Linked DNA regions of Mus musculus: regions 1, 2, 3 and 4 are each linked to region 5. The links are chromatin contacts, called in public HiChIP or PLAC-seq and promoter capture Hi-C maps. All regions are on one chromosome and are shown on one strand. The core of a region is the stretch at or near the end of the contact, and the rest is flanking DNA. Distances in the headings are between cores, read along the strand shown.

The links. HiChIP or PLAC-seq counts read pairs in DNA pulled down with a chosen protein or histone mark. Capture Hi-C pulls out chosen DNA fragments and counts their contacts.
Region 1: an H3K27ac HiChIP or PLAC-seq map of epiblast stem cells shows a contact between it and region 5, with 2.4 times the contacts expected there. The contact joins the enhancer-like site here to the promoter of Taok1 in region 5. A contact is called at or near these places in 3 of 484 Hi-C or Micro-C datasets (bone marrow-derived macrophages, nephron progenitors and neural progenitor cells), 8 of 115 datasets of contacts at active chromatin or transcription factors (the HPC-7 cell line, effector CD8 T cells, embryonic stem cells and 2 more) and 2 of 9 other capture datasets (adipose tissue and liver).
Region 2: a promoter capture Hi-C map of adipose tissue shows a contact between it and region 5. The contact joins the promoter of Myo18a here to the promoter of Taok1 in region 5. A contact is called at or near these places in 3 of 39 promoter capture datasets (the HPC-7 cell line, embryonic stem cells and neural stem cells), 3 of 484 Hi-C or Micro-C datasets (all in embryonic stem cells), 10 of 115 datasets of contacts at active chromatin or transcription factors (the HPC-7 cell line, the SCID.adh cell line, bone marrow-derived macrophages and 6 more) and 2 of 9 other capture datasets (adipose tissue and liver).
Region 3: an H3K4me3 HiChIP or PLAC-seq map of bone marrow-derived macrophages shows a contact between it and region 5, with 2.5 times the contacts expected there. The contact joins the enhancer-like site here to the promoter of Taok1 in region 5. A contact is called at or near these places in 5 of 115 datasets of contacts at active chromatin or transcription factors (bone marrow-derived macrophages, effector CD8 T cells, embryonic stem cells and 2 more) and 1 of 9 other capture datasets (adipose tissue).
Region 4: a contact with region 5 is called in an H3K27ac HiChIP or PLAC-seq map of the HPC-7 cell line, with 8 times the contacts expected there. The contact joins the enhancer-like site here to the promoter of Taok1 in region 5. A contact is called at or near these places in 1 of 39 promoter capture datasets (neural stem cells), 5 of 484 Hi-C or Micro-C datasets (bone marrow-derived macrophages, embryonic stem cells and nephron progenitors), 16 of 115 datasets of contacts at active chromatin or transcription factors (the HPC-7 cell line, the SCID.adh cell line, T-cell acute lymphoblastic leukemia and 8 more) and 2 of 9 other capture datasets (adipose tissue and liver).

Annotation. Positions count from the first base shown.
Region 1 is chr11:77,812,805-77,815,504 of GRCm38.p6, reverse strand. The region is part of intron 1 of Myo18a (myosin XVIIIA); the gene reads right to left. Among named protein-coding and RNA genes, the nearest start is that of Gm10277, 26 kb to the right of the region's middle. Within about 2 kb of position 1,289, at least 11 of the 459 cell types and tissues checked have an H3K27ac peak or open chromatin away from gene starts, as enhancers often do. A contact at or near this core is called in adipose tissue, where this site is marked.
Region 2 is chr11:77,775,845-77,778,544 of GRCm38.p6, reverse strand. Myo18a (myosin XVIIIA) reads right to left here and starts at 1,310. Exons shown (of 41, transcript NM_001291213.1): 1 at 231-1,310. The coding sequence starts at 1,229.
Region 3 is chr11:77,353,932-77,356,631 of GRCm38.p6, reverse strand. All of the region lies in intron 2 of Ssh2 (slingshot protein phosphatase 2), which reads right to left. Among named protein-coding and RNA genes, the nearest start is that of Coro6, 110 kb to the left of the region's middle. Within about 2 kb of position 1,436, at least 17 of the 459 cell types and tissues checked have an H3K27ac peak or open chromatin away from gene starts, as enhancers often do. A contact at or near this core is called in adipose tissue and bone marrow-derived macrophages, where this site is marked.
Region 4 is chr11:77,792,029-77,794,728 of GRCm38.p6, reverse strand. The region is part of intron 1 of Myo18a (myosin XVIIIA); the gene reads right to left. Among named protein-coding and RNA genes, the nearest start is that of Gm10277, 4.8 kb to the right of the region's middle. Within about 2 kb of position 1,283, at least 277 of the 459 cell types and tissues checked have an H3K27ac peak or open chromatin away from gene starts, as enhancers often do. A contact at or near this core is called in the HPC-7 cell line, the SCID.adh cell line, T-cell acute lymphoblastic leukemia and 9 more, where this site is marked.
Region 5 is chr11:77,606,471-77,609,170 of GRCm38.p6, reverse strand. It overlaps Taok1 (TAO kinase 1), which reads left to right and starts at 1,356. Exons shown (of 21, transcript NM_001364134.1): 1 at 1,356-1,963.

The DNA of each region.
Region 1 (2,700 bases), core at 40-2,539, 210 kb before region 5:
CCATCTCACAACACCCAAGGCCTGTAGCCCCATCCTCCTGCCTTCCCCCTGCCCCCTAGGATACCATTTTCTCTATGGCTACCAGACAGACACAAACCCAGAGGTGCCACTCCCCATGCCAAAGGCTACATTTCAGAGCTAACACAAGGGAACTGACAGCCTAAATCTAAGTCACAGTATTCCAACCCCCATTGCACCGAGTTCTACACCTGGGCAGGCACAGTGACCCCACTGCAAGCAGAGGCCTCCCAGCTCCAACCCTAGCTACCTGTCAAGTGCCCAACCCTTGAGACAGACTTGACCTTTACACTACATTCTGGTTACTTAAAGCCCCCCAAAGCCTTGCTGGCAGAAATGGGAGCCAGGCAAGCCTTGGACATTGCTTGTTAGAAATGAGAAGGGTTAATATTCACAGGGGTCTAGACACGGGGCATCAAAATGTGAGACGCTGACTCCTGCCTTGTCAGATGCCAGGCCATCATACCAATGAGCATCCTCAAAGTAGGAGACGGGGGGGGGCTAGAGAAGGAGATGGGATCCCCAGCTATGAAGCGCCCCTGTGTGGTCACAGGGCCCTGGGCTGTCGGCAGTATCAATATTCCATAGAGTTCAGCTTTCCTTTCTTCAACCAAAGAGCCATTGTGAGGGCTCACAGATAGCCATGGAGTATCCTGCTATCACACACATGCACACGCACACGCACACACACACGCGAACACACTGTCCAGTCACCAGCTTTGGGAAGAATAGGGCCAGGGACTGGGAACCCTACACACAAGGGAGGTGGCATTACAGAAGCTGTGAAGATCCTCTCAAGTCGCTGGTGTGCCTCCTCTGCAGGACTCAACCGGACCTCGGGGTCAGCTCCTGTCTAAAGGTTAAGCCACTATTAGTTATGGCCTGGGGGGACAGTGGGGGCACCACATGCCAAGCTCTTAGCCCAGGAAGCCACTGGAACCCAGTGCAGAAGTGGAGCAGGGTCAGGGAGACAAGCCGAGTGCCAGTTTGAGTTTTGAAACTCTATGGTATGAAAAAGGAACAGGTAGGTACCTGTGAGAGACCTGGGATTACCTCTTCCTATGGCTCTAACTATTGTACCACCCCATTTACTCTTGTCCCAGGATGAACAAGAAATGAACTCCAGGTCAAGACATGTCTCAGCCCCCAACTCCACCCTAGTGCAAAAAGAAGGTACAGAGAGCTGGAAGGAGCCACAGCCCAGGGCAGGCACATGACACTCCCTGGCTACTTATAGGTTCCCCAAGGAACCGAAGTTCAGCTGCTACCCTGATCATCATGCCAGAAAGCCCCTGCCAACTCTTCCCTGTGAGATAGGAACACACTGCCCTGACAGAGCAGGACAGGAGGGTGGGGAAGGGTGGCACTTGGCATTCCTCCACATCCTGCAATACCCAAGAAGAATGGGGGCAAGGCAGCTTCCAGGAAAGACGGCTACCAAGAGGAAGCACACAGTGAGTGTCTAAGGTCCCTCAGGCTGTGCCCTGGCACCCACATTATTCCTCCCCTAACTACAAGAAAAAGTTAGGGAAAGCTGAGAAAAGCTCAGGGGGGCGGAGTGAAAGTTATTGTCACTCCCAACACACATCCTACGGGACCTCAGCAGAACACACGAGGTGGAGGAGCTTGAAAAGAACAAACTCTAACTCAAGACCAGACAGGGAGCCAACACCTGTGAGGCTAGGATAGTGCGGCTACAAAGGGGCTCCCTATGCCTACCTGGCACCCAGGCACAGGGCTTCCCAAGGAGGGTGGATGTTCAGGCCAGGCCTGAAGAAAGTGGCGATGGCACTAGTGACTGTCGGCAGCATGACTATTGGTCCTACCATCCTGGGTACCTGGTGTACCTGGTGCCAGGGAGCAAGCTTGGCGTTTGACCTGCATCTTGTCTAATCAGCACAGTCACCACTGGACGCAGGCATCACCCCTTGTTTGTAATTCAAAACTCTAAAGAGTCCCCCAAACAAAAGATTTTTCTCAATTATTCTGGTGGCAAAAGACACATTGATCTTTTATCGTCCTGATGTGAGACTATTCACGGGTTTGCCTTGGACACAATCACACAAGGTGGTTACAGGTGGCTACTTGTATGTATGCCATAAATCATTCCAAGATATAAAAATGACAAATTCCCAGTACTTTTTTTTTTTTTTTTTTTTTTTTTTTGGTTTTTCGAGGCAGGGTTTCTCTGTGTAGCCCTGGCTGTCCTGGAACTCACTTTGTAGACCAGGCTGGCCTCGAACTCAGAAATCGGCCTGCTTCTGCCTCCCAAGTGCTGGGATTAAAGGCGTGCGCCACCAGGCCCTGCTAAATTCCCAGTACTTAAGGCGTCACAAAAGGGACTAAGGACCTACATTACCTACATTATAACTCCCCACTTGACAACAGACAGGCCCTTGGTGATGAACCTTGCAGAAGTCTCCCAGAGGGTGTGGCTGAGGATGTGAGCCTGGATCACCTGACTTAAGATGCCTGTCTGCACCCTGAGCTCATCAGCTAAGACTCAGGTTTTCGGCTCTCATGGAAAGGCCTGTAGCATGCTGGTAAGCAGTTCCCACCTTAGCAAGCAGGCCAGAGTCCAGGCCATCGCTCACTCTGACACAAGGTTAATGAAAGTCATGCAGCCCATGCCATGGGTGGGCACATCACCCCGGGCCAGCTTTGATCATGCAAGGCTCCTTC
Region 2 (2,700 bases), core at 61-2,560, 170 kb before region 5:
CTTCAGCTTCTTGACAAGGCACAGAAGAAGCAAAGGTGTTTAATGAGTTTCCAGAGGGGCACCCTCTCCTGGACTGGCTTCTCCCTATTGGCCCAGCTCCCCATTTCCACACTCGCTAAGATCTGCTCACAGTTCCTGGGTACCCTCAAGCACCCATTTAAGTACACTACCGAGAGATGCTCACATACACAAACTCTTTGCTCACCCCTGATACCCAGGGAAGCACTCACATCAGCCGGCTCCCTGCGGTGTCCCTCGCCAGTCCGAAGCCAGCTCCGGCTCAGCTCGCTAAGCTCTGGGATGGGCTGTACCTTGAGCCGCACACTGTCCCCAGACTGCCGGATCATCTCCACAATTTCATCCCTGGATTTATTCTCCACATTCTGTCCATTAATCTCCACCAGTCGATCTCCTGGTACCAGCCCCAAGGCCAGGTCCTTGGTGCCTGCCCCTGGCTCAGCAAAGTGAACCACCCGTCGATAAGCCTGACCCTCAGGGGCCCGATCCAGCATGGTTGTGCGCCGCAGTGAGAAGCCAAAGTCTCCTGTGGGTCTTCGTTGTAACTCCAGCTCCCGGAGAGCAGGAGGTGGTGGTGGCACCAGAGCGGGAAGACGTAGATCAGCTGGGAATCTTTTAGTCACCAGCTCAGGGACTCGAGACCGTGGTCCTGGTCGAGGAATGCCTAGCCCAGGATGCTGCATTAGCTGTCCCTCAAGCGTCCGCACCTCTACCTGAGGTGATGGGGCTGCAGAGTGCTCTGAGGGGGTTGAGGTCTCCGAGGCACTCTCATCCCGGCTCCGTTGAGAGAAGGAAAAACGTTTGACAATCATCTGAGAGTTCTGCTTGGCCAGTGAACCGAACTTGGCTGCCCGCTGCAGCACAGAGCCCCGGAAGCTGCCTTCTTCACCCTTGAGGTCATCACTGGAGCTGGCTGTGCTTAGGTGTCCTGAGTCCAGGATGATGCTACCCCGATTGCTGTCAGAGTCAATGTCCGTCAGGTGCAGGTCAGAGCCACTGGCCACCTTGATAGGGATGGGGTTGGAGATTTCCAGGCGCGTCTTAGATTCCCGCTTGGAGGACCGGTTCAAGTTGAAAAAGCCACGGCGCATGCTCATCTCTTCCAGGCTCCGCAGTTCTGCCGCAGACATCCTCTCCTTCTTCTCCTTTTTTTCCTTCTTCTCCTTCCGCCCGCCATCTTTGTCCTTATCTTTCTTCATGAGGTTAAACATGGTGGGTGTGCTGTTTTTAGGGGTTGTATCCCCAGCTGACTATGAGTGCTTAACACAGGGTCTTTGGACCCCACCTTGTAGCTGCAAGTAGAAACAGAGAAAAGAAATTCAGGGTTTTTTTCCAGTTCAGACAGAGGCAGCGGATACTGATAAACCAGTCACCCCTTGTGGAGTGCTACTGATGTACCAGGCAACCTGATTTACATAATTTTTTCTAATTTCACTTCACCCTTTAGACCAAAGCATAGGTGTGCCTGGAGAGACTTGACTTACAGAAAACACAAATTGCAACCTGGAACATAAACGGAAATGGAACACAAAAGGAAACGGAAGGGGCTCTGCAGCATCACCTCCCCACAGGCAGTCCACTGAAGCGATGGGCATCCCACGTGACTGCCCCCCCATGGTATCCCCAGAGCCGCAGCCTTAGCCCCTGCCTCAAAGACCTTGGAGGGTCCAACTTTTTAAAACAATATTCATTTGTATGAGAGTTTTGCCTGTCTGTATGTGCATCACATGGACATCCATGTGGACGCTGGGAGCTGAATCCTGCTCTGGAAGAGTAACAGGTGCTCTTAACCACAGAGCCATCTTTCTAGCACCTGGGATTAGCATTTATATGACGTGTGTTTGTTTGTTTGTTTGTTTGTTTGTTTGTTTGTTTTTCCAGACAGGGTTTCTCTGTGTAGCCCTGGCTGTCCTGGAACTCACTCTGTAGACCAGGCTGGCCTCGAACTCAGAAATCCACCTGCCTCTGCCTCCCAAGTTCTGAGATTAAAGAGATGCACCACCACTGCCCGGCTTTACGATGTGTCTTATCGGGAGCTTCACACATACCCCTTCCTATTCAGTCCTCACAGGTGAGAAAAATGGCTCTTGGGAAATTAAGGATGTGTTAGGGGCTAGTCATCAAATGAGTGGCTGTGCTGCTGTGTCCCATCTGATGCCCTGGGTGCCCAAAGTAAATCGGGAAGGGAAGGAAGAGGAAGTCCAGACTGCACACAGGACAGACAGTTGCGAGGTGGGGGTGGCGTGGGGTCGGCTAGATAAACAGGATCCTGAAAAACTCACATCCTTTTCCCCAGACCAATGCCTAAATATAGCCTAGGGAAGAAAGTTGTGGCCGCCTGAGAGAGAAGGCCGGATCCAGGATGTGAGAGCACCTAGGGCCCTAACCTACCCCCATTCTCATGCATACCCGATTAGGGGCAGGAGTAAGAAAAACCTGGTTGGGAGGGGGAGGGGGGAAGCCCCAGAGGGCCTTTCTTGTTCTAACCAGCAGGGAACACAAAATAAAAGTAGGCCACACCGTCTAATTAGAAATTAAGTGTAATTTCTCTCTCTCCATGAATGCCTCCCCTCTGAATTCCAGACAGAGGGTCTCTGAGCTTATTCCCTCCAGCAATGGCCTATTGCCAGGCCCTGGCTAGGCATTTCCTCTCTCCCCAACCCCCAAAGCAAGGCAAGGCCC
Region 3 (2,700 bases), core at 187-2,686, 250 kb after region 5:
CTTTAGGAAATTGGACCTGGGTTTGATTTCCAGCATCCATGTTTGATGGTTTACAGCCATCTGTAACTCCAACTTCAGGGGGAATCTAAAACTTACATATCCACACACATGTCCACACACATACACATATTTAAAAATAAGAATAAAACTGTAAAACACAGGCCTCAAGAATCTATAAATTTAATACTTAACATCTAGCAGTTTAAATCAGTAAAAAATGTATCATGGTACTAGGAGAGTGTTTTATTAGTTATAGAATGCTTGACAGAGATGTGCAATTAGAATTTAGTCCCCAGCACAGCATTAAAAAATCTGGAGTAAGGTTTTTAAGGAGAATGAGGTAATATACATAGCACTCAAAACTGTGTCATCAGGGTAACAGTGCAGCGAAAAATCTGTAATTATTAACATAGTATTAATGTTGATATTAATATAGTCACACTGAATAGGCTGGGGACTGTTGAGCTGTCCCAGTGTACTAAGACTGACAACTTGACTTCAATCTTTGGAATCCATGTGAAAAGACAGACGTGGTGGCACACATCTGTAATTCCAGCACCTTCTAAAGCAAGATGGGAGATAAGAGCTAACTCCTGAAAGCTCAAAGGCTAGTCAGCCTGGTGTATGTAGCCAGACAGAAACAAGTCATACCCTGACTCAACAAGGTGGAAGAAGAGAACCAATTCCCGAAGCTTATCATCTGACCTCCATATCTGTGCTGTGACACATGTATACACATGCATACATGCACACCTATGAGCAGACACATGCACATATGATCACAAACATGTACATACATCAAAGCTTTTTTTAAAAAGGTATCTTCTTTTTTTATTTTTTTAAGAGTTATTTATTTATGTACACGAGTACAATGTAGCTGTCTTCAGACACACCAGAAGAGGGCATCGGATCTCATTACAGATGGTTGTGAGCCACCATGTGGTTGCTAGGAATTGAACTCAGGACCTCTGGAAGAGCAGTCAATGCTCTTAGCCACTGAGCCATCTCTCCAGCCCCACATCAAAGCTTTTATGCACATGTAGCTTCATAGAGTTTGGATCAGCAACAGCAAATGCTGTTCTAGGTTTCCTTTCTACCAGAAACAAGCCATGTATTTCTGTCCAAATTACGTCACTATTTTTTTTTTCTAATTACTTACTACATCAAATGCTTTTCCAAATCTGCCTCTGAAAAATATAACGTAGTGGCTGCCAAAGGGTGGCATACACTAACGTCATGAGCATCATTTAGGAACTTGTTAGAAGAGCAACTCTCTAGCCTACAAGTTCAGAAACCAGCAATTTGTGTTTTAACAAGCATTCAAGGTATTTACGATGAAAACTTAAGCCTGGAAAAGAACATATGAAAACAGCTGGACAACCAGAAAGAGGAACTGAAAAGTTAAAACAAACAAAACAAAAAAAACTCAACATCACCAAATTACAAGAGCAAATGTTGGCAGGAGGATCATGAGTTCTAGGCAGCTTGAGCTACACAGCAAAGCCCTGTCTCAAAACCAGAAAACATGGGGCTGGAGAGATGGCTCAGTGGTTAGGAACACTAACTGCTCTTCCAGAGGTCCTGAGTTCAATTCCAAGCAACCACATGGTGGCTCACATCCATCTGTAATGAGATCTAATGACCTTTTCTGGTGTGTCTGAAGACAGCTACAGTGTAGTCACATACATAAAATAAATAAGTCTTAAAAAACAAAAACAAAAAACACACCTGAAAACAGCCACCTCCCCCTGGGAAAAAAAACCAAGGTCATGAAAGTCAATATTATATGTTGGATAATTTCAATATGCTTCACTACTGTAGACCTTGAACTTTTAGAGATCATTGATGTAAAGTCAGTAATTCAAATCCATACACCCAATCAAGAAAAGAAATATACATATTTTAGTTCAAGGATAAAAAGCTAAAAGAAGAACAACAACAAAAACCCTCATTAGCAAACTAAGAAATGACTTAAATATCTAAGTTCCAGACTTCTGAGTAGAGGTTTTCATAGTGGAATCATTTTTAAAAGTAAACTTGGGTTGGAGATGGCTCAATGGTTAAGCTCTCTTACTGCTTCCACAAAGGATCAGAGTTCAATTCTCAGCACCCACATTACTGGCTACAAGACACTTGTATTCCAGCTCCAAGGGATCCAACATCTTTTCTGACTTCTAAGGGCACCTACATGCATGCGTATAAACACATACACACACTACTGAAAAAAAAAAAAAGCCAGATGTGGTGGAGCACACCTCTAGTCCCAGCACTCATCTGCTAGAGGTAGATGGATCCCTTCAGTTTTTTTTTTTTTTCCAGAATTTTAAGTGTTTGTTTTATTAAAAAGCATATGTGGGCTTTTACAGGGGACAGAAAATTTTACAATCATTTTGATCAGACTGATTCAAGAGTTTTTAATTTAAGACTTATTTTTCTTTATGTGTGTGTTGTGTATATAGGTGAGCATGGAATCTAAAACAGGGTATCAGATCCCCTGGAGCTGGAGTTACACTTGGTTGTGAGCTGCCTAACATGGGTTTTGGGAACTAAATTCAGGTCTCTGCAAAAGCAGCAAGTGTTCTTAACCACTGAGCTATCTCTCTTGGCTCAAAATTCTTTAAAAATATTATGCATATGTTTGTGTGTGTGTACATGTATGATATACATGTGGAGGCAGAGGGCAACCCTGTGTGTCATTTT
Region 4 (2,700 bases), core at 34-2,533, 190 kb before region 5:
ACCCACTGAGCCATCTCACCAGCCCACAAGTGCTGTTATTACACATAGTAGGTTTATCAGAAAATACATAGGGTGGAAACACTAAAACTGAGGTTCTCCTTAAAACTTTAAGGAGAGCATGTTCCCCTGCTCCAGCTGTCCCTCGTTCCTCCTGAAGATCTTGTAAATAAATATATATGTATATACATATATATGTGCATACACCACACACACACACACACACACACACACACACACACACACACACACACGTTTAGTTGGGCATGTTGGCCCACGACTTTAGTTCCTGCACTCAGGAGGCAGAGGCAGGTTCCAGGCCGGTCTGGTCTACAGAGTGAGTTCCAGACCAGGCAGAGATACACAGTGAGTCCCTGTCTTTAAACAAATAAATAGCATTTGTGTGTGTGTGTGTGTGTGTGCTCAGTCCATCAGGCTGAGATGGCTCAGTGGGTAAAGGTACTTGCCACCACGTTGGACAATCTGAGTTTGATCCCAGAATCCACAAGACGGAGAGAAGCGAATCCACAAACTCTCATTCATGTGTGCTGTAGCATGTTCATGCTTAACACACACATACAAATAACAGTAAGTAAATGTGAAAGAGTCTATAGGGTTGCAACACGGCTCAGCAGTTAGGAACGCTGACTGCTCCTCCAGAGGACCCAGGTTCAATTCTCAGCATCCACATGGTAGTTCACAACCATCTTTAACTCCAGTTCCATGGGATCTGGTGCCCTCACACAGACATACATGCAAGTAAAATACCAATGCACATAAAATAAAAATAGTTACAAAAAGAATCTACTGACACTCTTTTCATAAATGAGTACCAACGACATGTTTGTATTACTAATTTACAGTACCTAATAAAACAAATGGAACTTGTTGTTTAGGGAAGTTTAGGGAGCCCTGTTTCAAGCACTCAGCCCTAAGGACTTGGGAGAGACCACAGAACTTCTGCTTCCTGGGTAGGGGAGCGCCAGCCACCAATCGTGACAGGTGCACCCCATCAGAGGACGGCTGAGGTTCCTCAACAGCAGCTTTAAACACAGCATTTACAGAAAACGCTTTAGCAGGGGTGTCTCCATATTTTAATGACACTAAGTGATCAAGAGATACTGAAAGGGAAGCAGCCAAACTCCTTAAAGAAGCCGAGAGATGACCTCAAGAGGGTGAGGGCTGGTAAGTGGAAACCTGTACTGTCCGAAAAGTCCACACACGGGCAGCCGTAGTGGCCAAATCGGCCTCAGACCTGACTATCACTGCACTTCCTGTTCCGCCTAGCCGCCAGCGCATGGGTGGAGCCAGGTTCAGCGCATGCGCTAGGAACTCAAGAGCCACTCCGCCCTGCAGTGTCCCCAGATTTTCCGGCAGAGGGCAGCCTTCCCCTTCTCATGGACCTGCTGGCACAGCCAAGGCTGCAGATTTCACCTCTGGTGGACCCGCCCCCAGAAAGCGTCCTGGGGAGCTGAGGCTTCAGGGGGGCTGCAGCAGCAAGATGGCCTCTCACTTTACCCAGGAGAGAGATGGCAATGGAGGTGCAAAAATGCGCTGGGCGCCTATATTTTTTTTCATTACTAACTTATCCTTTGTACCTGAAATAGCACCAACACGTAGATGTTTACTAAGTGTTTACTGATGGAAAAGTGAATGAATGAATACCTGAGTTTATAGTTCAAAGATTTAAGCCACGTCTTGAGTTTTATAGTGGCGAGCGGCCTCAGACAAGCAGTAAGTGGAGTCAGTGGGCATAGGGAGGGCAGTCACAGATCTCTGTCCCAAAGACTCAAGGATCGGCCACTCCGGCCCTCCATTCCACCAGACTGCAGTTTTACACATCCAAAGGTTTGCTCAGAACCCTGTGTACGAGCGCACCATTTTTTTCTGCTCTACAAGAACAGGTGTCTACCCCCAAAAACTAAACCGTCAGATCCTGGATACATAGAAAGACTACCTGATTGGTGGCTCCGGGGGTACCGTTTCTCTTTGGGGATTCTCAGTCCCTGGGGATTTCCTCTGGCTCTGGGGATTTCCAAACTGCCTCTGCCTTTCCAATTTTCCACAAGGCCCAAAGCCCAGGACCTGTCTTGACGGTTTCACCAGGCTCTGCCTCAAATCTCAGGGAGACTTGGGTCTGAGTCTACTAATTACACCGCATTCACTATATTCACATCCCATCCTGTCTGGCTGACATTCGAGAACAAGCACAATGAAGCACTGTGTTCTTTTCATATAAACGACCGCTTTTCTCTATTTCCACAGAAGAATAAAGGAAAACCAGCTTAAGGGCTGGCCACACTGATTTAATAAAGCCCAAGGAAGGTCTTCCAGGGTGTGAAAGCTGGCATCCTCATTCTTAAAGGCAGAGAGGCTCCTTCAGGCACTCTCAGGTTCCCCTAAACAGAGGCGGGGGGTAGGGGGGCACACAGATCCTGTATTTGAAGATCTGTGTGCTCACTTCTTGAGGACCTTCCTGGGCCTGTTTCTAGAACCCTTTGAAGTAACAACAAAGCCAGCCCAGTCCCCACAGAAGCAGGAAGAGGTTTCTGCTTTGCCTACCTGGTCTCCGCCCCCACCCCCACGTGCAGAGCCCGCCAAACCCACTGGGCTTGTGAGCACCTGTGTGTTACCAAGCTGGGCAAGAGTCGCATTTGGCAAGGCGGGGAAATACTGCCATAGTGTGGTGGCACATTGCCAGGG
Region 5 (2,700 bases), core at 107-2,606:
GGATTAAAGGCGTTCGCCACCATACCTAGCTGAGTTTTCTGGCTTTTTTTTTTGTTGTTGTTGTTTTGTTTTTTTTTTCTTTTTGTTTTTTTTTTTTAATTTTTTTTTCATTTTTTCTCTCTTCTTTTTTTCTTTTTTCTTCTTTGAGTTTTCTGTTTTTTAAAAAGATTTTAATTAACGTGTGTGTGTGTGTGTGTGTGTTGGTTTTGAGTTGTCTTACACGGGTGCTGGAAAACTGTCCTCTGCAAGACCAAGCAGAACTTGCTCTTAATTTCTGAACCCCCTCTTGCGCTCTTGCTCTCTCTCTGTCAATATCTAGAGAGGTTGTTAAAGTATAGCTCAAGCTGGCCTCTATCTAACTCAGGCTCATGATTTCCTGCCTCAGCCTCTTGTGTTGGGTGGGATTACAGAATACAGGTGTGACCCATCACTACCAGGTCACTTGTTAGATCCTCAATAACAATTACAGTCTGTTCTAGCTAAAGTCCTAGACTAGATCGGGGGTGACTGAAGATGGTGTGTGTGTATGTGTTTTAAAAAACTGTTTCTAAACCCACGCTAAGATTTACCTCTTTCCTACATAGACTACTTTACTTTGTTGCTTTTAGACTGGGTTTCACTGTGTAACCCTGACTAACCCAGAATGTACTAGGTAGACCAGGCTGGCCTAGAACTCGGATCTACCTGCCTCTGCTTCCTGATTACTGGCCAACTTGCTTCTTTTATACTGAAAAAGATCTTTTACTCTAAGTCTACAAAGCCCTTTGAAGTTCTTTTTCTTCCATCACAAATATGGCTTATATGAAAGTCTTTAACTGCCGTTCCCAAACTAACCATCAGTACCGCACAAACGCAGGTACATAGTGATTATGCTGCGAAGTTTATCCCTGAGTCCCACGAGGAGTCCAACTAAGGTGTGTGTAGGAATGAGATGTTCTCCACTTTGGAGCAAAGTTTCAGTTTGGCAGTATTAGTGGGAGGCTGCTGTTCTGGAGGTGGGAAGAGGGAAGGACTGCGCGGAGCTCTTCTCCCCAGGATTTCCGGGACTGACTAGCACGCACCTGACGCCCGCGTAGCGAAGGCGAGCTGAGGGTGGGACTGGACCAAGCCTAGCACTCCGGGCCACTCGGGCCACTCGGGCCACTCCGCCCAGCTTTAAGTATTCGCGCACTCCCGAGAGGACGCCCGCGCGCCCGCGCCCGCGCGCGCATACTGTCCTGTCTCGCGCAGGGTCGGGCCTGTCAGGCAAGAACTCTCGCGAGATCTGAGGCTGAGATGTCTGTCGGGAGGAGGGGAGTGGTGTCGGGAAGGGGGGGGGGAGAGAACCTGGGCAGCGGCCGAGCTCTGTGGCTTCAGGGCTTGGAAGGAGAGAGGGAGGGTGGCGAAGAGAGTGAGCCGGTGCCGCCGCCCGCTTGAGGAGAGAGGAGGGGTCCCACTCGCCTTGCGCCCTTCGCGGGCTGAGAGCGCGGAGCAGTCGCGAACCTCCCAGGCCTCTCGGCCCCCGGGGACCCCGCCCCGCGGCCCGACGGCCCGCGGCCTCTCTTCTCTTTGTGAGCGCCCCCTTCCCAGGGGTGGTAGTGGTGGCGGAGGGGTGCGCGTGGGCCCGCCCGCCAAGGGGCCGCGGCGGGGGACCGACAGGGCCTCGGCTGGGAGGACCGGAGGCGGCCGAGGCCCCGGTCCGGTTCCCCCGAGGCGGCGGCGGCGGCGACTCCCGGCACTTCCCCCGCGCCATCTTAACTGAGCCGGAGCGTTAAGGGCGCCTCCTCGACCCCGGTCGTCCCCTCGTCCCCCCCTCCCTCCCCCCGGCCCCTTGTCGTAGAGCCTGGGCTGGGTGGCTGGGGGGGGGGCGGCGGTCTGTCGCCGGGCCCCCTCCTCCTCACTCCTCGCTCTCCAGCGCTGCGGCCACCGGAGCGCTCCAGGGGTCTGCGCCCGTCTGCTCTGCCCCAGACCTGCCGGCGAAGGGGTAAGGGCACCTCTGCTTTGGGAAAGGAAGACATGGAGGGGGCGGGGAGATTGTGCCCACTCAGGCCTCTCCGGGTGAAAGAAGAGATCGGGGATAGAGTGGGGGAGGGAGACAGGGAGGGTCTGTGAATCTGTGGGTGGGGTGAAGAAACTGGTGAGCTGGGCGCCCTCCTGTTTTGAGGGGCCAGAGCAATTGCATTCCTTTTTCCTAAGGGTCACCGGAAGAGGTGGTGGAAGGGGATGTTTCTAAGAAGGTGTGGCTCTAGTTAGGGAGATTTGAGTTGACGTGCACCCCGATTTAAAGGCGCGAGGTCCCTTTCTGGTCTCTGCTCCCGCTCCTCCTCCTTTGTAGCGTCTGTATTCTTGGGAATGGAGAATGCTCTGGACAGCCAACTGGATGATTTCCACTCCTCCCCAAGGAAGTCTGTACCTTTCTAATGTAAGGGGTGATGGAAGCATCCCCCCCCCCCATCTTCTAGTCTACTGCAGTGCTGCAGGAGTACAAGTCAGTTTCTTCGTACACATACCCATGCATACACAGAAGTGGGGGTGGGGGGCTGGAGCAATGGCGCTTCCCTTGGAGAGCTTAGTTTTTTTTTCCCTTTGCTTTTTAAATCGATGACAGTACTGTTCGGATATTCCCCTGAGATATGTCCATGGGAAGTATGTCCGCTCTTGTTACTGTTGGGATATGGCCTCGTGTTAGAACAGTTTTGATGTCTCTCTTACTCTGTTTTG